6 separate regions of the Mus musculus genome follow, and regions 1, 2, 3, 5 and 6 are each linked to region 4. Evidence: chromatin contacts called from public HiChIP or PLAC-seq and promoter capture Hi-C data. All regions are on one chromosome and are shown on one strand. The core of a region is the stretch at or near the end of the contact, and the rest is flanking DNA. Distances in the headings are between cores, read along the strand shown.

The links. Promoter capture Hi-C pulls out the DNA fragments that hold promoters and counts their contacts. HiChIP or PLAC-seq counts read pairs in DNA pulled down with a chosen protein or histone mark.
Region 1: a contact with region 4 is called in an HNF4G HiChIP or PLAC-seq map of pancreatic cancer cells. The contact joins the enhancer-like site here to the promoter of Adamtsl4 in region 4. A contact is called at or near these places in 3 of 39 promoter capture datasets (liver and neutrophils), 2 of 115 datasets of contacts at active chromatin or transcription factors (microglia and pancreatic cancer cells) and 1 of 9 other capture datasets (pancreatic islet).
Region 2: an H3K27ac HiChIP or PLAC-seq map of embryonic stem cells shows a contact between it and region 4, with 5 read pairs. The contact joins the enhancer-like site here to the promoter of Adamtsl4 in region 4. A contact is called at or near these places in 6 of 39 promoter capture datasets (the C10 cell line, hematopoietic stem and progenitor cells, hippocampal neurons and 3 more) and 3 of 115 datasets of contacts at active chromatin or transcription factors (all in embryonic stem cells).
Region 3: a promoter capture Hi-C map of fetal liver shows a contact between it and region 4, with 4 times the contacts expected there. The contact joins the promoter of Sv2a here to the promoter of Adamtsl4 in region 4. A contact is called at or near these places in 5 of 39 promoter capture datasets (cranial neural crest, fetal liver, liver and 1 more) and 3 of 115 datasets of contacts at active chromatin or transcription factors (bone marrow-derived macrophages, memory CD8 T cells and pancreatic cancer cells).
Region 5: a contact with region 4 is called in a promoter capture Hi-C map of embryonic stem cells, with 9 read pairs. The contact joins the promoter of Plekho1 here to the promoter of Adamtsl4 in region 4. A contact is called at or near these places in 1 of 39 promoter capture datasets (embryonic stem cells) and 1 of 115 datasets of contacts at active chromatin or transcription factors (pancreatic cancer cells).
Region 6: a FOXA1 HiChIP or PLAC-seq map of pancreatic cancer cells shows a contact between it and region 4. The contact joins the promoter of Vps45 here to the promoter of Adamtsl4 in region 4. A contact is called at or near these places in 5 of 39 promoter capture datasets (hippocampal neurons, liver, neutrophils and 2 more), 3 of 484 Hi-C or Micro-C datasets (CD4 T cells, the G1E-ER4 cell line and embryonic stem cells) and 2 of 115 datasets of contacts at active chromatin or transcription factors (microglia and pancreatic cancer cells).

Annotation. Positions count from the first base shown.
Region 1 is chr3:95,175,701-95,179,542 of GRCm38.p6, reverse strand. No RefSeq gene overlaps it. Among named protein-coding and RNA genes, the nearest start is that of Sema6c, 13 kb to the right of the region's middle. Within about 2 kb of position 1,767, at least 30 of the 459 cell types and tissues checked have an H3K27ac peak or open chromatin away from gene starts, as enhancers often do. A contact at or near this core is called in pancreatic cancer cells, where this site is marked.
Region 2 is chr3:95,341,532-95,345,502 of GRCm38.p6, reverse strand. Setdb1 (SET domain, bifurcated 1) reads left to right here. Exons shown (of 22, transcript NM_018877.3): 9 at 3,657-3,847. Among named protein-coding and RNA genes, the nearest start is that of Setdb1, 14 kb to the left of the region's middle. Within about 2 kb of position 1,937, at least 7 of the 459 cell types and tissues checked have an H3K27ac peak or open chromatin away from gene starts, as enhancers often do. A contact at or near this core is called in embryonic stem cells, where this site is marked.
Region 3 is chr3:96,179,715-96,183,502 of GRCm38.p6, reverse strand. Sv2a (synaptic vesicle glycoprotein 2 a) reads right to left here and starts at 2,276. Exons shown (of 13, transcript NM_022030.3): 1 at 2,200-2,276.
Region 4 is chr3:95,686,250-95,689,927 of GRCm38.p6, reverse strand. Adamtsl4 (ADAMTS-like 4) reads left to right here and starts at 2,011. Exons shown (of 18, transcript NM_144899.3): 1 at 2,011-2,107.
Region 5 is chr3:95,993,752-95,997,787 of GRCm38.p6, reverse strand. Plekho1 (pleckstrin homology domain containing, family O member 1) reads left to right here and starts at 1,949. Exons shown (of 6, transcript NM_023320.2): 1 at 1,949-2,017; 2 at 2,120-2,266. The coding sequence starts at 1,991.
Region 6 is chr3:96,056,117-96,060,254 of GRCm38.p6, reverse strand. It overlaps Vps45 (vacuolar protein sorting 45), which reads left to right and starts at 1,800. Exons shown (of 15, transcript NM_013841.3): 1 at 1,800-2,573; 2 at 3,141-3,275. The coding sequence starts at 2,481.

The sequences.
Region 1 (3,842 bases), core at 518-3,017, 510 kb after region 4:
TTTTAAAACGTTTTATCTTGATTTTTTTTTATGTGAATGGGGTGAGTTTTGCCTTGCATGCGTGTCTGTGTTCCACATGAATGTGCATGCAGTACCCATGGAGACAAGAAGAAGGTGTCAGATCCCCTGGGACTGGAGTTACAGACCCATCCGGGTCCTCTGGAAGAACAGGCAGAGCTCTTAACTGCTGTGCAGTTTCGCCAGCCTCTTTAAGAAATGAAAATTTTAGGGAGAGTTATAGAGAAGCAAGGGGATGTTGGAGAGAAGGCCACCAGTACTGTGACGGTTGGTACTGACAGTTAACTTGACAGGACTTAGAATCACACAAGACACACGCTTATGAGGCATGCCTGTGAGGGAGCTTCTGGATTGGGTTATCTGAGGTAGAAAGACCCACGCTAAATGTGGGTGGCATCATTCCATGGGCTAAGGTCCCAGACTGAATAAAAAGACTTGGTGGCAAGCGCCTTTATTGGCTGAGCCAACTAGTTGGACTGCTTTAGACATCCAAATTCATCTCAGATTGCATTTAAGAAACTAGAGGTGGGGCTTGAGAGGTGGTTCAGCAGTTAAGAGCATATTTATTGCTCTTGCAGAGACCCTGGGTTTGATTCCCAGCACTCACATGATTGACCATAACTATGTTAACTCCAGTTGCAGAAGGTCCAGGATGTGACATCTTCTTCTGCCCTCTGCAGGCACCCGGTATACACATAGTACACAGATGCATGCAAGCAAAACACTCATATATCTAAAATAAAAATAAATCTTTAAAAAATGGTTTAAAATCAGAAACAGGCCAGGGAGATTGTTCAGTGGTTAAGAGCACCGACTGTTCTTCCAGAGGACCCAGGTTCAATTCCCACCACCCACATGGCAGCTCATAACCACATGTAACTAGTTCCAGGGGATCTGATGCCCTTTTCTGGTCTCTGTAGGCACCAGGCACACATGTGGTACACAGATATACAAGCACACAGAACACAACTATACATAAAAGCAAGTAACATTTTTAAAAACTCAAAAACAACCATAACAGACTGAAATACGTGGATCAGTGTATAAGTATATGATTTCCCAGGTTCCTACCTCCAGCTTCCATACCAATTACTCTCAATCTCTGTCTCTCTCTGTCTCTCTCTGTGTCTCTCTCTGTCTCTCTCTGTCTCTCTCTCTCTGTCTCTCTCTCTGTCTCTCTCGTCTCACTATACTCCAGTCTGTCCTCTAAATCATGGCAATCCTACTACCTCAGCCTCCTGAGTAGCTGGATCACACATCTATGCCACTAAATCTGGTTTTGTGTATATAACCTGCTTCTTTGTTTCTCTCTCTTTCTCTCTTTCTTTCCTTCTCTCTCTCTTTCTTTCTTCCTTTCTTCCTTTCTTCCTTCCTTTCTTTCTTTCTTTCTTCCTTCCTTCCTTCCTTTCTCCCTCCCTCCCTTCCTTTCTTCCTTTTCTTCTTTCTTTTCTTTTCTTTTCTTTTCTTTTCCTTTCCTTTCCTTTCCTTTCCTTTCCTTTCCTTTCCTTTCTTTTCTTTTCTTTTCTTTTCTTTTCTTTTCTTTTCTTTTCTATCTTTTCTTTACTGAGACAGGGTCTCATGTTTCCCAGGCTAGCCTCAAATTCAATGCCCAGCATTATCTTGAACTTCTGACCCAGTGCTAGGGACCAAACGCAGAGCCTCAGGCATGTTAGCAAGCAGTCTGTCTGAGCTCCACCCTGCCTGCATAACCTTAAATGTAAGGAGTCAACAGCTCTAAAGGGTCATCTGCTGGGTCGAATGGCAGTGACTCATACCTGTGTGCTCCAAAGCTTGGGGTGGCAGCCGTAAGACGCAACAAACTTGAGTAATAAATCGTTCAGGCCCTTGTGACTTTGCCCCTAAAGAACCAAGATGCCGAGCAGCTTTTGGAGCTCTCTTGATTGTGGAACCCTTTGAGTCTCAGGTCCCCAAAGCCTTAGACACCTGATGGCTTCAGCCTGCTGAGGCCCTGCTTTCCCCATAATCTCCTAGGATGCCTGAGAAATTAGCTCGGAGGTCCCTGAGGAGGAGGCTCCCGCCACATCCTGCTTTTCCTACTAACAAAGCAAGTGGGCTGATAGTGTGGTCTATTAGAAGTGGAGACACACACCTGTAATCCCAGCTCTTAGGAGACACAGGCAGGAGAGTGAGAAGTTCACTGCCAGCCTGGGATACATGAGAACCTGAAAAAAGCAGAAACAAAACTCTGCCGAGCAGATTTTTTTTAATTGAACTTAAAAAGGATGTTTGTTTGTCTTTCCACTTTTAGCAATAATGTCTGCAACTATCCCTTAATTTACTATCCACTATTATAATCTGCCAGTAGAAAGTTATCATGAGTAATAGGGGATTGCCTCTTTGGTGGTGGCCTATATTATTTTGAGCAAATAACCACGTCCTACAGAACACTTAATTGTGGGGCTTTTGGGAGATGGTGAAAGGAAGCTATGCTGTCCAGGCTTGCCCTGGATTCAGTGTTCCTGACACAGACTCCAAGGGAGTGAGATAACAATGGCCCACCACACACCTACCTAACCTGCTAGATTTAAGCCTATGTATTTCATGCCTTACAAGTCTCTGTTAGCCTATGTTCTTTCCATTTCTTAGAAAAGAAATTGAGTTCCAGGCATAGTGGCGCACACTTTTGATCCCAGCTCTTGGGAAGTAGAGGCAGGCAGATCTGAGTTGGAGGCCAGGCTGGTCTACAGAGTGAGTTCCAGGACAGCCAAAGCTACAGAGAGAAAGGTTATGTGTATGGGGTGGGGTGGGGGAGGGCAGCCGCTTGGAGAGCTTTAGTTAAAGAACAAAAGGTTTCAAGGAAGGGCCCAAGGACTTGCTCTTACTGCAACACAGTTGCTTTCACTTGTTCTGGGTTCCCAGCTGGAGAAGTGAACATTCTCTTAAAAGCACAGATAAAGGAATAAGCAGGACATTGAACTTTAACTGCTGCTGCCCACGAAGAATCCCAAGACTAAAGCTGAGCTGCAGCTCCATGATGGAATCTGCCTGCATCTGTGAGGCCTGGGTTTGTGGGGGAAAACTGTATGTGTACTGAACAGAGATACTGCTCATCATTATTTCCTAAATTGATGGTAGAACGTATATTCACACTGGGAAGCTCCTATCTGTCATCCCAGAACTTGTGAGTCTATGGCTGCTGGAGGATCTGTTCAAGAATAGATCTAGGGCTGGTGAGATGGCTCAGTTGGTAAGAGTACCCGACTGCTCTTCCGAAGGTCCGGAGTTCAAATCCCAGCAACCACATGGTGGTTCACAACCATCTGTAATGAGATCTGACTCCCTCTTCTGGAATGTCTGAAGACAGCTACAGTGTACTTACATATAATAAATAAATAAATCTTTAAAAAAAAAAAAGAATAGATCTACTGCATATTGGAGGACAACATTGTTTCAAAAAAACAAAAACAAAATGATGCCATTTATGTTGCATTAGGCATTGTTTTTTGTTTTTGGCTTTTTGTTGTTTTTTTTGTTTGGTTTGGTTTGGGTTGGATTTTTTCCAGACAGGGTTTCTCTGTAAAGCCCTGGCTGTCCTGGAACTCACTCTGTAGACCAGGCTGGCCTCCAACTCAGAAATCTGCCTGCCTCTGCCTCCCAAGTGCTGGGGTTAAACACGTGCATCACCACTGCCTGGCGTATTAGGCATTGTTAAGTAGCCTAGGAATGATTTAAGGTATACCACAGACTGGGCATGGGTCATATGCAAATACTATGTTCTTTAAAACGAGAGACTTGAATTTCCAGAGTTATTTTAGATGTGGTCACTGTCCTAGCATCAATCCCATATAGACATTGGGGGATAA
Region 2 (3,971 bases), core at 688-3,187, 340 kb after region 4:
CATCTCTAATTTCTTACTCTGTTTTGTATGTCTTCTTAAGGTGGTAAATTAAAAGGCTTGACTTCTGTTTTGGTGTTCCAGTTTGTTTGGAGACATAGCATTGTTCCCTAACTTTGTAGCCTGAATGAACCCTAAAAGATTCTGACTGTCTTTATCAACTTACAGATTTGCTTTGATTTCATTTCTAAGGAATTTAGGTTTAAAGAAGGCTGCTCTCATGTTTTACATTTCTGTTTGTATTGTCTACATAATAACTTCCTATAGAAGCTGTGTGTGTGTGTATGTCTGTGTGTCTGTGAGTATATACATATATACACATACATGCAGGCCCATCTTCCTCCGGTGCTGTCTACCTTCTTTGGTTTTCTTATTAATATTTTAATTTACTTAATTTGTATGAATATTCTGCATACAAATATGTCTGTGCATTTGAATTTCCTGGGACTGGAGTTGCCATGTAGGTGCTAGGATTTCAATTGGCACTGCCATTTCAATTGCACACCCCCATCGCTAACTTTCGTATGTATAGTCTAAGAATTAAACTCAAATCTATCTTAGAACTGTCTATATGACCAGACTAGCTTTGAACCTACAGTGATGCACATGCTTCTACTCCCACACTTACTTATTTTTAATCTCTGTGTGTGTTGTACCTGTGCACTTAGCCATTGAGACCAGGTATGAAGGCGTCCCATCTCTTCTATCACTCTCTTTCTTATTACATTGAAATAGGATCTCTCACTGAAACAGAAATATACAATTTTGGCTAGGCTAGCTGGCCAGAGTATTTACATGTAGCTACCCTAAATGTGGAATTATAAGCATACATGGCCATTTGTTTTTAACATGGGTGTTGAGGATGCATACTCAAGTCCACAAGCACACTTGCCATTGAACTATCTCCCTAGATCCACAATTATTTGTGATTGCAGAAGAATCAATTACTTATTGTTAACATGGAAATAAACACATGGCAAAGTCTTTGAGTTTTTAAATTTTATGTTTGCATGTTTGCCACGCGCTCTGATCGAGTCAGCTTGACAAGCCGAGAGGCTTGGAAGCTACTCACTCACGAGGCAAAAGAGTTTCACGGAAACTCGCTCCTGGACTCTGGCGTTCTCTCTAACCCATACATTAACTTTCCATTCCCGAGTTAGTCTAATGTATGGATCCACGTGCTCTCCTTTAGTATTATCCTATTATAAATGCCTTTTAAGATTGAATTCTGACATAGCTAAAGCCAGTGTTCCAACAGTCCTAGAACGTCCTTGAGCAAGACCTTGGGCTTGGAATTCAGTACTGCCCCTGGTATTACACTATCACTTTGAGTAAAAGTTAGGTCACTGCCCTTCACAGGAATCTACCATCACCAAGGAAGAAAGAAGTTTCTGACCGTAGGAGAAACCAGAATAGATACTTAGAACTATAGCTGAGTTACACCCATATACAGGAATTTACAATGGTTTAGGAAGTAGATCGTGCTGTGGTTTTAGAGTATTGCATTATTCATGAGATGGTTAGCTAGAACGGAACTCCCTAGTTAGAACCATGACTTGGGTGTGAAAGCCCTTGCCCTAGGAGAGTAAAGACCTCACACCTGGCTTCTAAGACTATAGCTGAGTTACACCCATACACACGCATTTACAATGGCCTAAGGGGAAGGTGGACTATTCAATAGACCAAAATAGGAACTATGGCAGGATCTATCCCAGGTAGATCCCGTTAGACCTTCTGTGTTTGCATTCATCTGTTTTATGTAAGAATCCAGTAACCTCTTTGTACCTTGCTGGTGTGTCACCCAACTTCCTTATTGTCTTCTGCATAAAAAGTCTGATGCTCGATTTGACATTATATTCAGATCCTACACAACCTCTCCTGTGTGCATCTGTCTGTCAGTTCATCTGACACTTTGCCCACCCACGACTAGAGACCCGTTCCACGCAGACAAAGGGGCCCAGAGGGTCTGCGGCACATGTTCACATATGTTTGGGATTGTATGTAGGCCAAAGCTGATATTAGATGCCTTGTCTACTTAATGTTAATTGAGGCAAAGTTATTGGCTAAACCTGGAACTTGCGAACTCCAGCTAGCCAACTGCAGCTAGCCAGGTTGCCTTGGGGATATTCTATTTCTGCTTTCTGAATGTTAGAATTATAGACAGTCTTCATAGTGTCTTAGCTTTTACACAGGTTCTGTGAACTTGATCATCATGCTTGCATGGCAAGTGCTTTATCTGCTTAACCATGTCTCCTGTAGTTCAAGCTGGCCTTGAATTCTGTGTATAGTTAAGGTTGCTCTTTAACTTTTTTTGTTTTGTTTTGTTGGTTTTTCAAGACAGGGTTTCTCTGTGTAGCCCTGGATGTCCTGGAACTCACTCTACTCTGTAGACCAGGCTGGCCTCGAACTCAGAAATCCCCCTGCCTCTGCCTCCTACGTGCTGAGATTATTGGTACATGACACCATTCATGACTATATTTTGTGCGTGTGTGTGCACACACATGCTTACATGCATGTGTGTAAGCCAGAAGTTAATGTTAGGTGTCTTCCTATTTTTCACCTGGTCTTTAGACAGGGTCTTCCATTGAAGCTCTGATCAGTTGGCTTGGCTAGGCTAGCTTGCTGGCTGGTGGGTGGGTCATCATTGTTTTTGAATCTACCTTCCCCTCACAATGCTCAAGTTGCAGATGTGTGCCATGACACCCAGCCTATGTCAGCACTGGGTGTCTAAGTTAGGCTGGAGGATGGTTCAGCAGTTAAGAGTACTTGATGCTCTTGCAGAAAGACCCAAGCTCAGTTCCCAACACTCATATTTGGCAGCTCACAGCTTTCGGTAACTCCGGTTCCAGGGTACCCAGTGTGCTCTTCTGACTTCTTTTGGAGGACTGCACATTCATGATGTACAGAAATATGCAGGCAAAACACCTCAAATTAAAAAAAAAAAAAAACTTTAAAAGAAAAATTTGGGGGGAATGAAAAAAAGAAACAATAGACTGTGGTATAGCTCAGTGGTGGACAGCTCTTACTTTGCATGTGGATCACCAACATTAATTAGAAAAAGAAGCAAAACTGACCAGTGGTGGAGCACGCCTTTAATCCCAGCACTTGGGAGGCAGAGGCAAGCGGATCTCTGGGTTTGAGGTCAGCCTGGTCTACAGAGTGAGTTCCAGTACAGCCAGGGCTATACAGAGAAACCCTGTCTTGAAAAACCAAAAAGAAAGAGAGAGAGAGACAGACAGACAGGCAGGCAGTGGTGGTACACACCTTTGATCCCAACACTCAGTAGACGGGCAAGAGGATCTCTGGAGGCTAGCTTGGTCTCCAGAGGAAAAGAAAAAAAAAGGAAGGAGGAACGAAGAGGAAAGGAGACTTACTGTTTCATAATAGTTTACTACTTCCACTGGTTCGTAAGATTCTCCATAAACTGAAATGCCTGTTTCTTTTACATGAATTGCTTAGGTTTGTATGTGGCTTAGTTTATTTAGTATTTATATGTGCATTTGCACATTAGTCTCTGTACTTAAGATGGTCTTGGTTTTGCTTCCCTTGAGGTTATGAATTTATTTATTTTTTCTCTTTAAATTTTGAAAGTGCCAACCGTTCTTCCCTTTCAAGATATGTCCTTCCTGTCCTCAGCTCTGCTTCTTTCCTTTGGACAGTAAAAAAGACTTGGGAGGACATAGAAGATAGCTCCTGCCGAGACTTCATAGAGGAATATATCACTGCCTATCCAAACCGCCCAATGGTACTTCTCAAGAGTGGGCAGCTTATCAAGACTGAGTGGGAAGGCACATGGTGGAAGTCTCGAGTTGAAGAGGTGGATGGCAGCCTAGTCAGGATCCTCTTTCTGGTAATGTTCTTCCAAAGAAGAATTTGTGGTAATATTAGGGGGCAGGTACCAGTAAAATGGTTAACTGTGGAAAGACACTTGCTGCCAAGCCTGATGATAAGAGGTGACACATGGTATATAGTCT
Region 3 (3,788 bases), core at 1,027-3,526, 490 kb before region 4:
GAGGAAAGGCAACCAGCTGCCATCCCCTTCCTTCAGAATGTCACATCTAGAACTCCCCTTTTGCCTGTGGGGTAGGACTAGAAATGACTGGTTGCGATCACGTTCCCAGTGAGAGTCTAAGGTCTATAGTTGTTCTATTCTTCCAGGGTCTCCCTTCCTAATCTCCTTTAATCCCTCTGGTTCTTCAGGAGTCAATGAAAAAGGAGTCCATAAATACCGCAGTGCAGTGCGTAGGCAGCTGGTGGAGAATGAAGGGGACCTCCCCCCCCCCCAAAATAAGACATCCCCCAAAGGGAGGCATTGGATAACCTCCTTCCGGGCAACAGAGGACACAAGCCTGGGTTAAGAGCAATATCATTCCCCTAAAATAATCTCCTCTGCTCCCACCCAGTCAAAGGCTTGACCAGTCACACACACACACACACACACACACACACACACACACACACTAGTGGAAAAGGGTAAATAATGCCTTGTCATTCAGAAAGATACACTGGCAAGGAAAGATGTAAGCAGTGGACAACAGTGACCAGGAACAGTGGCCTCGATGTCACCTTTTCTTCATGGTTCAGGGAATAGCATCCCCAGCGCCAAGGCAATTTGTGTACCTCGGCTCTCTTTCCCAACCATGATCCCTCTTCAAACCCTGAAGGAAGATTTGGACCCACCAGGAGCTGTTTCCCATGCCTGTTGACATTGTTTCCCCTCAGCTGTGGGGGTAGGAAAGGCTCCCCAGCCACAACAGCACACAGTGGCTCAACAGCCAGTGCCCCCCCAGGGCCACCAAGCCCAGGAGGGAGAGAAAGAAGACAAATTCTTTGAGCTGGTGAGGAAGTCGTGCTATATTTAGCCTGCAGAGCAGCACAAGAGTGGCTGAGCCTGAGGAAGAGAGACAGCACTGGGAGAGGTGGAGTTAAAGGAGACCAGACTGGGATTTACCAAGTCCTTTAAGGCTGACTGGCTTCACCTGACCGGAAGAAACATGTCCATAATTTTCTGCAGAAGGTGGAAAGGGCATGTGGAAAGGGCTTCGTAAGCAAACCTTTCAAGTAAACTGCTCAGGTCCAGACGGGCCCCCTAATCAAAGCCCCTGCTTTGGAGGCCACCCAGGTTTCCATCCCATCCCATGCCAGGTCATTAAGAAGTGACAAGGTCATGAAGAAGCAGTCATTGATCAGAAGATTCCCACTGAAAAGGACAAGGGGCAGAGAAGATTCCAGAGTGCCCCCCACCCCCACATCACAGCTTGATAACTGACCCTCTTACCCCTCCGCAAGACTGACAAGACTGAGCCTCACCCCTACAATCTACCCCTGGGTTTGGAAGATGGGAGCATCCAGTTTGGGGGGGTGGGGAGGTGTCAGCTGAGAATGTACACGGAGAAATGCTCACGGAGAAATGCTCACGGAGAGGCCAGGGATGTAGAGAAAATGTTTCACATGCATAGGCTTAGGGACCGCCTCTGCCAGGATTGCGGAGACCCCCAACCCCCACCTAGCCTCAGCTCTGGTACCAGGCATGAGGCCCTGGAACTGATTACATGGCTGCTCCCACCCCTGGTCCTGCTGCTGGACAGGTTCCCACCATCCTTCTGCGCCCCTCTCCTGACCCCCTCAGTAAGCGCCTCTAGTGCCAAGCCCCAACACCTGGTTGCTTCCCATGTCTGTCTGCCCAGTGTTTCATTCCTTCTATCCTTCACCAAGCCGATTCCTCTACCCCCTAACCCACCCAAGTCCAGGCAAGAGCGGCTGTACTCATTCTATGGCCCCAGCCAAGGTCATTTACCATGGGTGGGGGGGGGGGAGAGGGGGGTTGGGGAGGGACGTACATCAAGGTGAGGAGAGGATGGAGTTTGAGGGAACCTCAGCTTACCTAACAGCCCCTCACCAGGTTTATGTAATGGGGACTTTAAGCTAAGGTAGAAAAAAAATCCTCGCATATGTATGTATGTGTGTATATACATACAAATACATATATGTGTATTGCACATATATATTTATTTATTCAAGTATATTCTCAAAGCAATTGAAATAAATGGCCCATTCCCCAAACCACCATCACCCCCACCACCACCCTCACCCCTACAGCGGGGACAGTCACCCTCCCCATAAGCAAAGCATCAGAGATAAAATGGCTGCAAGGCTAGACGAGGATGCTTCTGCCCGGGGCGGGGTAGAGGTGAGAGGAGAGGGGTCTCACCTGAGCTTGGTTCCCCGGGTCAGGGAGTCCCCGGGTGAGGGAGGGGGTCCAGCCACAGGGCTGAGGCGGCAGCGGCGACTGCTCCTCCCGGTACCAGGGGAAGCGGCACTGCAGACCTGCCCCCCGCACGCGCTCCGGCCCCGCCTCCGACCCTCCCTCCCCCGCGCCAGTGAGCAGCGGGAGAGACCATTGTGGGGGGTGGGGGTGGCGAAAGAAAAGATGATGGGGCGGGGGGGGGGGGGGGGGGACTTAGGACACAGGAAGAAAAGATGAAGGAACTGGAGGGGACTGTCAGGGTGACAGCTGGAAATGACAGTCTTTCTCAGCCCCTTCCTCCCTAGCAAAAGATGCCAGGAATTAAAGACACTAGCAGTGGTTAGGGGAGTAAGTGGAGGAAATAGACAGGTGATGAATGAGGTAGCCCCTTCCTTTGCACCCAAGCTAGGATGAGAGAACCCAGGAGTCCCAGCAGTTCTTGCTGCGTTAAAAACAGCTCCCTCCCCTTCCACACTGCTCCCTGGAATTAAAAACCCTCTCCTAAACCCACAGCTTGGACTCCAGGTTCACCTTGCTATGTGAGAGGACTCAGAGATAACAAGGTGTGGTTTCTGTACTCAATAGTCAGAGTCAGTGACAACTGGGCCCCTGTCATCTGTCTCCTCCAAAAACAGTCCAGACTGTTTATGTACAAGGACCTCCCCCTCCCCATTTCTATTCAATTGCTGGTAGCAGAGGCGGTGCTAGAGGAGTTTGTCTGATCAACTGGACAGTTCCCTTTCTAACCACACTCTCCAGTGACTCAAAAATACATACATACATACATACATACATACATACATACATACATACATACATCCTATCAATTAACAACCTCCTCTTGTGTGTGTGTACGTACACTGGCTTGGGTTCTCCTTTTCTTGAATCTTTTCTGTTTTATTGTCAGGTAACCTGGACTGACAGATCCAGAGGCACTTCAAGGATGTACAACCTGAACCAGTCTACTCCAGATAAAACCTTGGGATTGTCTGGAACAAGCACTGACCAAAGCACAGCCCAGATTTCCACCGTTGGTTTTGACCAAGTCCCCTGCCTCTGTGAACCAACAGGCTTCTTGTCTAGAAAATGGAGTGTTTTGGATGAGGCGTCTTTTTTAGCTGTAATACCATGAGACTGCTCGGTTAAGTGTGGGTCTAGGATGCTGGGAGATACTGAATACAGAAGGCTGGCAGCCTGTGTGCTCAGAGATTTCCCAGATGCCATTTGACATCTGAATTTACTATGCTAGGGATATGAGCCTAAGTTTTGGAGGACCCAATGCTGGATTTTGGAAATGTATGGGTCAGTAAGGTTCACAATTAACTGAAAGTCATAATAGATACTAATTTATCCTAAAAAGTTACCTCTCACCTAGACTGAAGATTTTTGTGTCCGGTACACTCTCCCCCTTAAGCCAAGTCAGGACCATGTCAGTGTAAGTCACCCAATGACATAACGGAATGAGAGAACTTGTATCTTTAATGGCATCTGGCCATCCCCAGTAGGAGGCCAATGATTCCAAAAACTCTCCTGGCAACAACTCTCTGCCCCAC
Region 4 (3,678 bases), core at 762-3,261:
ATAGGTAAGGGGCTGCTGATAACTGGGGTCAGCACTGAAAGCTGCCTGGCTTAAAAACCTCTTCCCTCCCCGAGGCAGGCGGACTGCCTTTGAACATTCGCCCTTGTGCCCGGCCTGAGTGAAGGGGCTTTCCCTGAGAAGACAGCTCTATCTATAAATACACCACGGGTTGGGACTGTGTGTCCACAGCCGTCCTTAGGGACGCCACACTTCCAGAGAGGGGTGTTAACCCATTGCTTTCCCAGGCTCTTCAGGACCAGACACAGGAACTGAGGAAGGTTAAGGAGAGACCCCTTGTGGAGGTGCTTGTCCTAAGAGAGTGGGAGGATTTGCTGAGAAACCAAAAAAAAAAAGTGCATGTTAAATTTCAAATAAAGTTAAAATCTGGATCATCCCAATACTGTATCCCAGACTCAGGCTAAGCAAGAGAAGTTCAAATTTGGGGTCAGCTTGGCTCCATAGCAAGTTTCCTGTCAATCGGCCCTACCGTGGCAGGACCTTGTCTAAATAACAAATAATATCTTTCTGCCTTGATCAGTGCTGGGAACGGCTGGGGACAGAACCCAGAGCATCCTGCATGCAAAGCTCTGCTTCAGCGCATTATTACACCCCCAGACATAGGGCTGTTTTATATACACACCCACTGCCTTGGGATAGACCCTGCTTCCACAGTTAACATGTCAGCTCCAAAGTGATCATTTCTCACTGGCAGGATCTGTTCAAACTAGACTTGGAGACTTAAGGACTTAAACTAGCTTCTGTGCCCTCAGCACAAAGTGTAACATATAGCCAAGAAACTAGGAAACATTAGCCGGGGGCACCAGGGCCCTCTGTTGTTTTATGGGTTGCAAGACAATATGTTGCTACAACTTCTGTATTTGAGTGTCTTGACATTGGTGGTGAGCCTGGCCTTCAATGGCTGAGCCATCTCTCTAACCTTGCTCTGGTATTTCATTGTTGAAACTAGGGTGGTCTCACTCTGTAGCCCAGCTTGCCCTAGAACTTGCTGGATTTCCCAGGCTGGTCTTGAACCAGTGGTTCCCCTCTCTTGCCTCAGCCTCCCAAGTGCTAAACATGCACTACCATTCCCTATATATTCTCCCCCACCCCCACCCCCCGCCCAGCCTCAGCTGGAATTCACCCTGAAGACCAGTCTAGTATCGAACAACCTATACGTTTTTGTTTTTCAAAGAAGTTACGAGGTTGGACAGGCAAGGCATAGGCAGGCCTTTAATCCCAACACTGCAGTAAGCAATAGCAGGTGGATCTCCATGAGTTGAAGGCTGGCCTGGTCTACACAGTTCAAGCCAGACAGGGCTACCGAGACCCTGCCTCAAAGACAAACAACAAACCAACAATCCATTAAAAGACATATGAATAGAATAAAAAGCATAAAAACTGAAAGCTGTTTTCATCCCTTCCCCACCCCTCCTCAGTCATTCTTCCACATGGAGATGGATAAACATTTCCAAGCCTAATATACACATCAAATTCTCCCATTCTACAGAGGACACTGCCGCATTGAAGTTGAAGTGCTCATGAAAGACCACAGAGCTGGCAAGTGCTCAAGCTGAAATTCAAATCCAAATTGTCTGACTCATAATTCAGCGTGCATTCCTCCCGCTAAGCTCCAGGGTGTAAAATTTTATGGATGAAGAAACCGAGGCTCAGAGAGGTCCCTGGCCATCAGAGCCACATGGTTCACTGCCCAGTATGGGAAAAGCGGAGGCGATGGCATTGGCTGCATGGAGGAGAGGGCCTTGGCTTGAGCAGATCTGAGTTTGCTCAGGGCTACATGGGTCTAGTTTGCAAATCCCCTTGCTGGTTCGGGGCTAGCCCAGGTTCTTCGAGGACAGGCTCCAACCAAAAGGAGCCTGCCAGAGTTGGTGGGGTCTCGAGCCCCGGGGCGGGCGCGGGAACCGTGTCCACAGCGTGGCTGCAAGCTCTTTAGCTGTACGGGGCACCCGGGGTGGGTGGTTGAGTCCGGCGCGTGGCGGGCGGGGCACGGGTGGCGTGGGGCGGAGCCTGCCGCGGGCGGCGCTGTCCTGGGGCTCCGGGCCGCGGTGGCCACTACCAGAGGCAGCTGGAGAGAGCGGGCGCAGAGAAGGTAGAACCTCCCCGACCCCCCGCCTGGGCTCTGACTGTCTCAGAACAGCGGACCCTAAGGCGAATTCCTGGGGAGGGGGTCTGGTCCCTGGGACTCCGAGTCCCATCACCCGGGCGAGGGCTTGTGCCAAGATTCCTATTAAGTCACATAGTGAAGTTGGAAAACATACCCAGGACCTCCCTGCACGCCGGCACAGCCGGCTCTTCCCTGAGGGGCTTCGGGAAGATGCGACCAGACGCCTGTACTCTGGGAACGCAGGGATAGGGTGTCCGGGAGGGATGCGGGTGAGTGCTCTTTGCACAACTCAATCTGTTGTGAGAGGTTGAGGGAAAAGACACCTGTTGGGATGTTTGGGGGGGGGGGGATGCCGTGAAAACCCTGGCATTCTGACAGGACAGCATCTCTCCTCTGCTAGCCCAGCCCTTACTAACCCTCCCTCCACCCGTCCACTCTGCATTGGCTCATTTGCCTGAAGTGAGCCTGGGGTGAAGGGGTTAGCACCCTGCAAGTCACTTTCCTTGGTGTCACTGGCCCACAAGGGGGTGTGACCAGGAGCAGCATAGGTTTGTGCTCAGCCAGGGTCCACCGTGACTTCAGGATGCCCACTTCCAACCTCATTTTCCTCACCCTGGGCGTGGAGAAAGGACAAACATACATTTGTGCGGGGGGGGGGGGGGGTGTCGGCTCCTGCTCCCCTATGCAGGGGAGGGTGGGGTGGACTTTTCCAGAGAGGGAGCCAGGCCTGGCCCTAGCCCCAGGAGTTCTCGTCACCCCCCACCCCTCACTTCTCCAGAGAGCTGCCAAAACCAGCTCAGGACAGGATTATGTGTACTGGGTAGACCACGGAGAGGCATCAGGGACAGACTGGAGGAGCAGAGAGGCGCAGAGGGAGGTGGAGAGGGGACCAGCATCAGACAGGTTGTGTCCATCACACACACCCCCCATCCTTCCAGCCTCACTGGGCAGGCAGAGGGCTGATGAGTGGGTTGAACAGGGCCACTCGTCCATCAGGGAAGTCGTAGATTCAGTGGCTGGCTCAACTGAAGAAGGACGTGGTGCCTTTTACCTCCTCCCTAGCTCCAAGAACTCAGCTCAGCCCATTTGGTCTCCTCCTCAAATTCCCAAGCCCTGGGGTCCCAGGGAGGGGGAGCAGGACCTAGCTTTGCCCCCCTCTCTGTCCTTTGCATGCCCTGATCTGGCCTACTTTGGCCAGCGATCCTTGGATTCTTCTCATGGTGCCATTCAAAGGCAGCAGAAACAGTGTTTTTCCTGGAAAGCAGAACTTAGATGGGATGAGGATGTGGGTAGGCGGGGCCTCAAAGAGAAGGCAGGGAATGGAGGATGGGGGTAGGGAGAGACAAGATTTGAGGACAGGTATGAAGACCCCTGCTACCCAGTGTTTACAGCTAGACTTAAGGGTGGACTTTCCAGGGATACGGGAGGGAGAACCTGGCAAGCATGGGCTGCTATGGCTACATCTCTCCTTCTTAGGTGTCCCAGTTTGGCTGAGCATTGTAAGGAAAAAAAAAAAAGCAGAAAACTAGTTGTACATGAGCTAAGTCACCCTGAGC
Region 5 (4,036 bases), core at 700-3,199, 310 kb before region 4:
TTTCAGGTTACTGGGAGGGAGGGGCCGGGAGGGATGGGGACCAGCCAGAGATTTATGTAACATCTCAAGACACAGACAGGCAGAGAAGGTGCTGCAGCCCACAAGCATCTGCTCCAGAATCTGAAAATTACTTTGGTTATTTTTTACGAGTCCCTCCGCCTGATGTTTCACAGAGCACTAGCTCCTGCCTGGTGCTGTGCGGAGCCCAGGGTCTTGCACACTGGAGAGACAGACTCTAGTAGCTGTTGACTAAATGAAAGCTGCAGAGAAGAGGGAGATGAGGCAGACATGAATTCCTTCTGCCTTGAGCCAAATCTATCTTTCCTTTTCCTCCTTGGAGTGAGTGCGGGTGATTTGCGGGTGATTATGCTAGACGCCCTGCTGAGTGCTAGGCAAAGAACTCTACCACAAGCCACGCCCTCAGCCCCTATTTAAACTTGGTAAATCACGTGGAGACAGGAGGCTCGGTAGACCAAGACCAGCCTTGGCTATGTAACAAGTCTGAAAGCAGCATAGGTAGGCTGTGTAAGACCTTGTCATAAGCCCAGCAGTGATGGCCTGGCCTACAGAGTGAGTTCCAGGACAGTCATGGCTACACAGAGAAACCCTGTCTAGGAAAAAAACCAAAACCAAAACAAACAAACAAACAAAAAAGACCTTGTCTTATTAAAAAATAAAGACAAAATAATCCAAAGCATTCTTACCTGCTCAGCCAACAAGTTCCCAAAAGCTCATTCCCTCAGCTGTGCCCTCATGCTAGTACATAGGCTCCCTCCTAAAGCCTTTCTCAGTCATTTCTTTGCCCTTTAAACAGGCCAGTACCAAACAGAGATGAGGAGGAGATAGTCTGTAAAGTGTGCTGTGTGTGTAGGGGGTAGTCTGCAAAGTGTGCTGTGTACACGTGTACAAAGTCTAAAAGGCAGACCCGGGTTAGAAAACCTCTATGCTAACTCATGTAACAGCAGTGTGTCAGTTTGAGCATGACAAATGGTTCCCTGTGCTGGACTGATCTTTTCCCAAGGGATAATATCCTCACTCTTATATGCCTTACAAAATGGTACTCGACATTCTAAAGTGCCAATATAAGAGCATTTTGAAAGCATAAAGTTCTGTATCCACCTGAAATAGAAGTCAATTATATGGCTAGTGAGATTGCAGGACTGGGAAGCACGGTGGGTCTAAGAAGAGGTATCTTTCTTGATAAATTCTCTCCCAAAAAGCCCAAACATCCTCCACTCCTCAAACCACAAACTTACCAACACTTCATCTTGGACGTCTCTGGGAAAAAATAATTCCCCTGCTCTGGGCTTTACTCATTCGTGGTGGTTGTGTTTACCATACACCAGGTTTATTAGCTTACTGTCTGGTAGTAATTGAACCTAAAAGACACAGTTGGGTCCTCGCGGGCTTTCATGGGTCAGCTGATCCTCCTTTTACCAGGTAGGGGAACAGAGACCCAGGAGTGGTGAGGAAAGCCGCGCTCAAACTTGGGCTCCCTCCAAGCCACATCAGAAACACAGGACTCAGAAGAGCTCGCGGTCCGAGCGTCCTCCGGGCCTCCCCGCCGCTGCACGCGTGTTTACCGCAGGCCTCGCGGGGCGCTCACGTCCGCCCGGCAGTAGGTCGAGAGTGGAGACTCCCGGGGCTCCGCCAGCCGGAGTCTGCGGGTCCGAGGCGGCCGCTCTCCCACGGCGCCTCCGCTCCATCCCGCTCGCCACGCCTCGGGCCCGCCCCCACCGCCGCGCCTCCCGGTTATCCGCTCGCGCCTCCGCCGGGTGCCGGGTCGGAAACAAAGGCGGGGGGCGGGGAGCGCACGGCGGCGGCGCCGCGGTCCGCCCTTCATTCGGAGCCCGCGACGTCAGCGGCGGTGGCCGGGGCCGGTGCGGCGGGGGCGGGCATGGGCGACGGGGGCGGCGGGGGCAGCGGGGGCCCGGCCTGCGGCTAGCACGAGCCGCCGAGCGAGCAGCGGGCGCGGCCGCCCGATCCCGCCATGAAGAAGAGCGGCTCCGGCAAGCGGGTGAGTGCGCGGCGCGCGGACAATGGGGCTGGGGCTGGCGGGGGGGGCGGGGAGGGCGCAGAGACCAGTCTGAGCCGCCGCTCCTCGTCTCGCCCCGGGCAGGGGCCTCCGGATGGAAACCATCAGTCTGCGGCGCCCGAGAAGGTCGGCTGGGTCCGGAAATTCTGCGGGAAAGGGATTTTCAGGGAGATTTGGAAAAACCGCTATGTGGTGCTGAAAGGCGACCAGCTCTACGTCTCCGAGAAGGAGGTAGGCGCCCGCCCTTGCGCGAGCCGTCGGGACCCTGTCCCCACGGCGGCTAGTTCTCCGGCTTGCCCCGCCTCCATCTCTGCAAGTTCAGGGGTCGCAAAAGTCCTGTGTCTGCAGAAAAAAGTCACCCCCGAGTGAGAGAACCTGAGTGGGGTTTAGGAGTTTACTTATTTGATGTGCCTTTGCGGACACCTTTCTCAGAAGTTCTGACATCCGCCGCCTCTCCCTCTATTCTGGCCCCCTAAAATACGGTTGGGGGTTTTGGTGGGGTTTGTTTTTGTTACACACTGGTATTCGTATCCCTCGATCCTTCCTGTCTTCCCCACCCCAGCCCACCACTCTCTCCGTTCCTGCGGGGGTTGGGAGGGAGGAGGGCATATGTAGGTCCCCTGAGTAGCACAGTCTCCCTAAATCATAGAAAACACAACTTGGAGGCAGTCTCTGGGACCAGGGGTAGAGCAGCGGTGAATGCCGGATTCTTGTAGGAGCTAGCATCCTGAACCAGGCTTGTTCCTCACCGTCCACTCCACTTAAAGGGTAAAAAGAAAAAAGAAAAAAAAAATTCAAGGAACTCATATTCTGCCCATCTTTATTTGTAGACAGGGGGAATGGAGTTAGGACTGTGAGCGCCTGTGTGTGTGTCTCCATGGCTTTGGCTCTGTAGTTTTACAGGAAACCACAGCCCGGCACATGGGGTCAGAATATAAAGCCAGGTCGTGGAATCCAGATCCCTTCCCCCTTTGTGAAGCCCCAACTCTTGACTCAATAACAAGAATGCTGAGAAACTGAACTTGCTTCCCTGTGACTGTCTGATCATGGTGGCCTGTTCCTGTCCCTTTCAGACTGGCCCTTCCTCCCTTGCCTGCCCTCACCCAAAACCAACCGAGTGGGAAGCCCTCCCTTAGCTCTAACCTGTTCTGCTTTTGTCACTAGACACTTGTTTTCTGCCCTTGTATTTGGGTAAATAAAGCCTTTTATGGTGTCGAAGCAGATACACTTGCAGCTGGAGAGCTGTACTCATCTCAAAGCAGTCTACTGAGACAAGCAGAGAACTAGTGTTGAGCCCCCAGGCCCCTCTTGAAGGGGCCAAAACATAACGGTTGGAGAGGCCTCAGAGCAAGCTAAGGGAAGCCTTGACCGAGTGTGCTCTCGAGGGCCACTGCTACCTGCTCTCGAATCCTACAGAGAGCTCCCCCAACGATTCTCTTGCTTTCTATTTTTGTTTATTTTAAAAGCAGCAGTGGGTGTCACCTCATATCTCCTGTCTTCCCCGAACTTCATAATGCCAGGAAATGTAGTTAGCAATCAGGAAGGGCTTCCTACAGGTCCGAGGGGAAACCAGAGGACAGTGAAGGGCTACAGAAACAAAACAAGGCCTTTTCCCCTTCTTATGTTTGTCTAAAAGGCAGAACCTGGTGTGAGAGGGAGAGATGCAGAGCAGAGAGAAGATAGGATGACCTCAGCCTAGAGTGTCCGCTGTCCTCTGACTCAGGAGCATCTGACTAGACCTGGGGCCAGATGCCCCCTGCTGGGAAGGGCAGTGGAAAAGAGGGAACGGCACCTTATACTGACCCTTCTTCAGAACCAGTTCCATGGTCCAGTGGGCCTGGGCTAAGGGCAAAGCTGCCACAAGACACTGTTTATTCAGCCTGTAAACAAAAGCAGTAGCAAAGCAACGCACTGAAGATGTGAGACCCAAAAGCAGAGTGTATTTGCAATTTACATGCAAAAACAAAAGAGGAAGGGAACCCTGCTAAGCATTCTGTCTCA
Region 6 (4,138 bases), core at 551-3,050, 370 kb before region 4:
TGGGAATGATGCTCTACTGTACAAGAATACCAAGGGGCAGGAAATTTGAACCCACAAGCATAAGGGTTTTATGTTTCACTAGCTTTTAAAGATAATTCCACATTTCTATTAAAAAAAAAGGCTCTTTGATTCTTGCGTTGGTAACCTGTGAATTCTTGTCTCACACTGTCTCCAACACTTGGTATTGTCAGACATTTTAAGCTTGTCAAAGTAGGTATTTTCTTTTTCAAAAAGTCATATCTGTCTGAATACAAATAACTAAAAGGACTCTCTCCACTCATTTCTTACAATTGTAATCTGACAAGGCACCATTTCAAGGACAATCATTGTTCTACTCCTCGTCTCTTGTTCAGTTTGTTTTATTTTTTGAGACAGGGTTTCTCTCTGTAACAGAGCCCTTGCTGTCCTGGAACTCACTCTGTAGACCCCGCTGGCCTCAAACTCAGAGATCTGCCTGTCTCTGCCTCCTGAGTGCTGGGATTAAAGGTGTGTGACACCACTGCTGGCTTGTTCTTTTTAAGATACAGAAAGTTGAAAAAATATGACATACTATATTACAGTCCAGGTAAGGAAATAGAATCCAAGCAACATGGGTGATGGTGATTTTTCAGATACCAGTAACTTGCTAGATTTGTGGGTAAATTTTATTTTCTTTGATGAGTCAGTTTTCTATAATATATGAACTTTTTTGCTGATAAAACAGGATTGTATATAACATTAGATCTCATTTGTGTGTAGTTAATATCCCACTGACTCGTTTAATATAAAGCTTTAAGGCTTCTGTCAAAACATATGCACACCAGTAACTCCAGCACTGCAGACACTGAGGGGTCACGCGTTCAAAGTCAGCCCGTGTTACATTGCAAAGCCTTATTCAAACAAAAAGGAAGAAGAAAGAAAGTCTCAAAACCTGTACTGTGCCCAATGGGAAGTTTTATTTACTGGTTTATTTATTGACTGGAAAACTGAAAAGAACACATTTTCACAATTTTAGAAGTGACAAATACCTGTATTTCAAGTGACTTCTAGTCTTCCTCAAGGGATTTGGAAACTTCGCATAATTTGCATAACCCGATTAAGTTCTTCTATTCTATTTAACCGCATATTTCTTACAGTATGTTGAAAAAACTAGTATTTAGTGGTGCTGTGTTGATTTTAAATTAATTTTTTAAATTAGCATTCTCAATGAGTCTCATAATGGCATTTATACACATGACAATAATATCTCATTCTAATGTGTTTCCTTTTTTTCCTGCCTCCAGCCCCTCTACCCCTAACCCCGCGGTTCCTAAAGCTCCCTGGTCCCCTTCCTCTACTAAATAGTCTGTCTGTTTTGTGCTCCTTGTATTCATTCCCTTGTATTCCAATACTATGTCTATCCGGGTCTCCCTCTCTTAAAATCTCCTTCTCACCTCTGGTGATCCTTTGCAGTTTCACATCTCACACACGTCATTATTTTGGTGTAAATATTTGAAGCACTAATAGCCAATGATTTGTTGCAGTTATTTGTCTTCCTGGTTGTACAGTTCTCTATTGTAAGAAGGTGAGGAACAAAACACCTTGATCCGAAGTGTGATAATAGTGTGTCATCTGTTGAATTTTTTGGAAACTGAAGCTTTAAGATCCAGTTGATTGCTAATTGTTCTTGCTTCTTAGATTAAAAATGTGTTTACCTTTAAATTCTCAAGTTGGTTTTGTTCCGGCCCCAATGAATTAACTGTCCCCGCCCATTGCAGGGGCCCTGGAAACCCGGCGTCCCTGAAAGCCAACCAAATTCAGTACTTTGGGCGCCGCGAGCTCGCAGTCCCAGCGGTCCTGAGTAGGGGGCGGGTGGAAGCTCCGCGCCTTCCTGGGGTCTCTAAGGTCTACAACATCTCTAAATAGCGTTCCCATTGTTTCTTCATTCAACAAACGTGATGAATTTCAGCTCCCCTTCTCTCTTTAGGAAACCCAGTTGAGTCTCATTCTATGACCTACCAAATACAAAATGCCGTCTCTTGATGCTACTTTGTTTGGATACTTTAGAAAACCGGGGCTGCCTCTGTAACCTAGCCTGGGCTATCAGAGAACTTGCTATGCAGTACAGACCTGGGACCCCGCTGCCCCAGCCTGCCCAGTGCTACGATGACGTGCGAGGGCTTCAGAAAAGATGCTCAGCAAACAGTGTCCGAGAGAGCTGTATCCCGCGGTGCGCCAAGCGCTTCCCTACTCAGGACCAGAAGCCAGCACAGCGCGGGTTCGGGGAAACAGGCTGCCTTCCACTCCCTACCGAGAAGCGTCGGGAATGGCACCGTCGCTTAGCTGCTGAGTCTGAGTCCCGGACTCCACGGAGGAACTACAATTCCCAGTATCGGAGCTACCCGGACTCCCGGAAGCCGAGGCTTTGGCGACCGGAAGCAGCTGAGACCCAACAGGCCTGAGGTTAATTCAGCCAGGAAAGTGGGTGGGAAGGGCTGTGGGGCACCTGTCAATTCGCCACCATGAATGTGGTCTTTGCTGTGAAGCAGTATATTTCCAAAATGATAGAGGACAGCGGGCCGGGCATGAAGGTACTTCTCATGGATAAAGAAACGGTGAGTTTGCTTTTGCTCAGTATTTATAAAGGAAGCTCTCCCTTCCTTTAGAATTGCTGGCCCCGTTCCGCTGTAGAACTTAGCATTTCACTGATGACGATGATCAAGTCTGTCTGGCACTGGGAAAGTTGTAGAATGCTTTCCCAGTGGGTGTGCAGTCTAACCAGCTCTAACTGGTGCCAAGAGACTTCTTACACCTGAAAGAGTGTCTGCAAAGAAATTGTTACTGGCGACACAGGGAAGACTTTACTCAACGTTGTTTTTAAAAGTAAATTGTTGGGGTTCAGCTGAAATAACAGGCTATTTGTTGACCACAACTTTAAAAAAGGAATTGTAAAGGAATGGTGAAGATCCTCTTTAGAAGTTTCTGAGTTGTTCATGTTCAGAGAGAGTGGTAGGTTTTCATTCTAACACATTACAGCCTGTTTTGGATATTAGGTAAATATTATTCTGTATATTAGAATTTAAATTACCTACTCAAATATTAGTGGCAAAAGGCTTAACTATTGATGCATGTTTTTACTAGTCCGGACTAGTATAATCTTAGTTCGTTCTTTTGCTTTACAGACTGGTATAGTGAGTATGGTCTACACACAGTCAGAGATTCTTCAGAAGGAAGTATACCTCTTCGAACGAATTGATTCTCAAAATCGAGAGATCATGAAACACCTAAAAGCAATTTGTTTCCTTCGACCCACAAAGGTACTACACACACTGAGCTGCCGTCTCTGTGGGCAAATGCAGAGTACTGATCCGAAAGCGTTAAGAAGGCAAAATAAATTTGTGTTACCATCATTTGTGGCATCATAATTATCCTGTTTTGTCAGAGTTGTGACCTTTCTTCTCTCCTTTCCATGCCTCAGTTCACCCCCTCACAGCCAGGTTTTCCTTCTAGAGATCTTTTAGAATAATAGCTATTCCCAAAGCCACTAACTCTGGGAACCTAAGTCACTTTAGTGCTGGCTTGACCTGGTACCTCGTGCTGAACACCACCGTCACATCTCTTTCCTACAGCTCTTACTGTCGTGAGCCTTTCTCATTTTAGTTCCACCTGTCCTCAGGAACAAATCTGTCTTTATCATAAAAGTCAGTGAGCGGTCACTCCGTGATTGCTATAGTGGCTCAGTCTGACTCCTTCCGTTAATCCCAGTGGTCTAGCATGAAAAGGCCCTCTTTTGGCCAGTTTGGTCTTTCTTTACATATTTAACATTCCTGTGTTCCAATTCTCGTCCTGTATTATAGCCAACTGGGCCTTTTGTTATCATTCCTCTACATATTTATTCCTGTCCTTTATCTGTTTACTTCCTCTAAAAATTCATATGCCATTTTTTAGCTTTTGTACATCAACTTGCAAATCTGGCTTCAGTGCCCTCTTTACACGAAAACTGTGTAGCTGAGGTGGGGGTGGGGTGTGCCAAAGGCTGCGCCGTGTGGAGGATGGAGAGCACCTTGCAGGAGCTGGTTCTTGCCTCCCTTTTGAGTCCCATCAGGTTTACCCACTGAGCCATCTCCTCTCTCTGACACCCTTGTTTGTTTTAAACAAACGAACAAACAACAAAAACCTT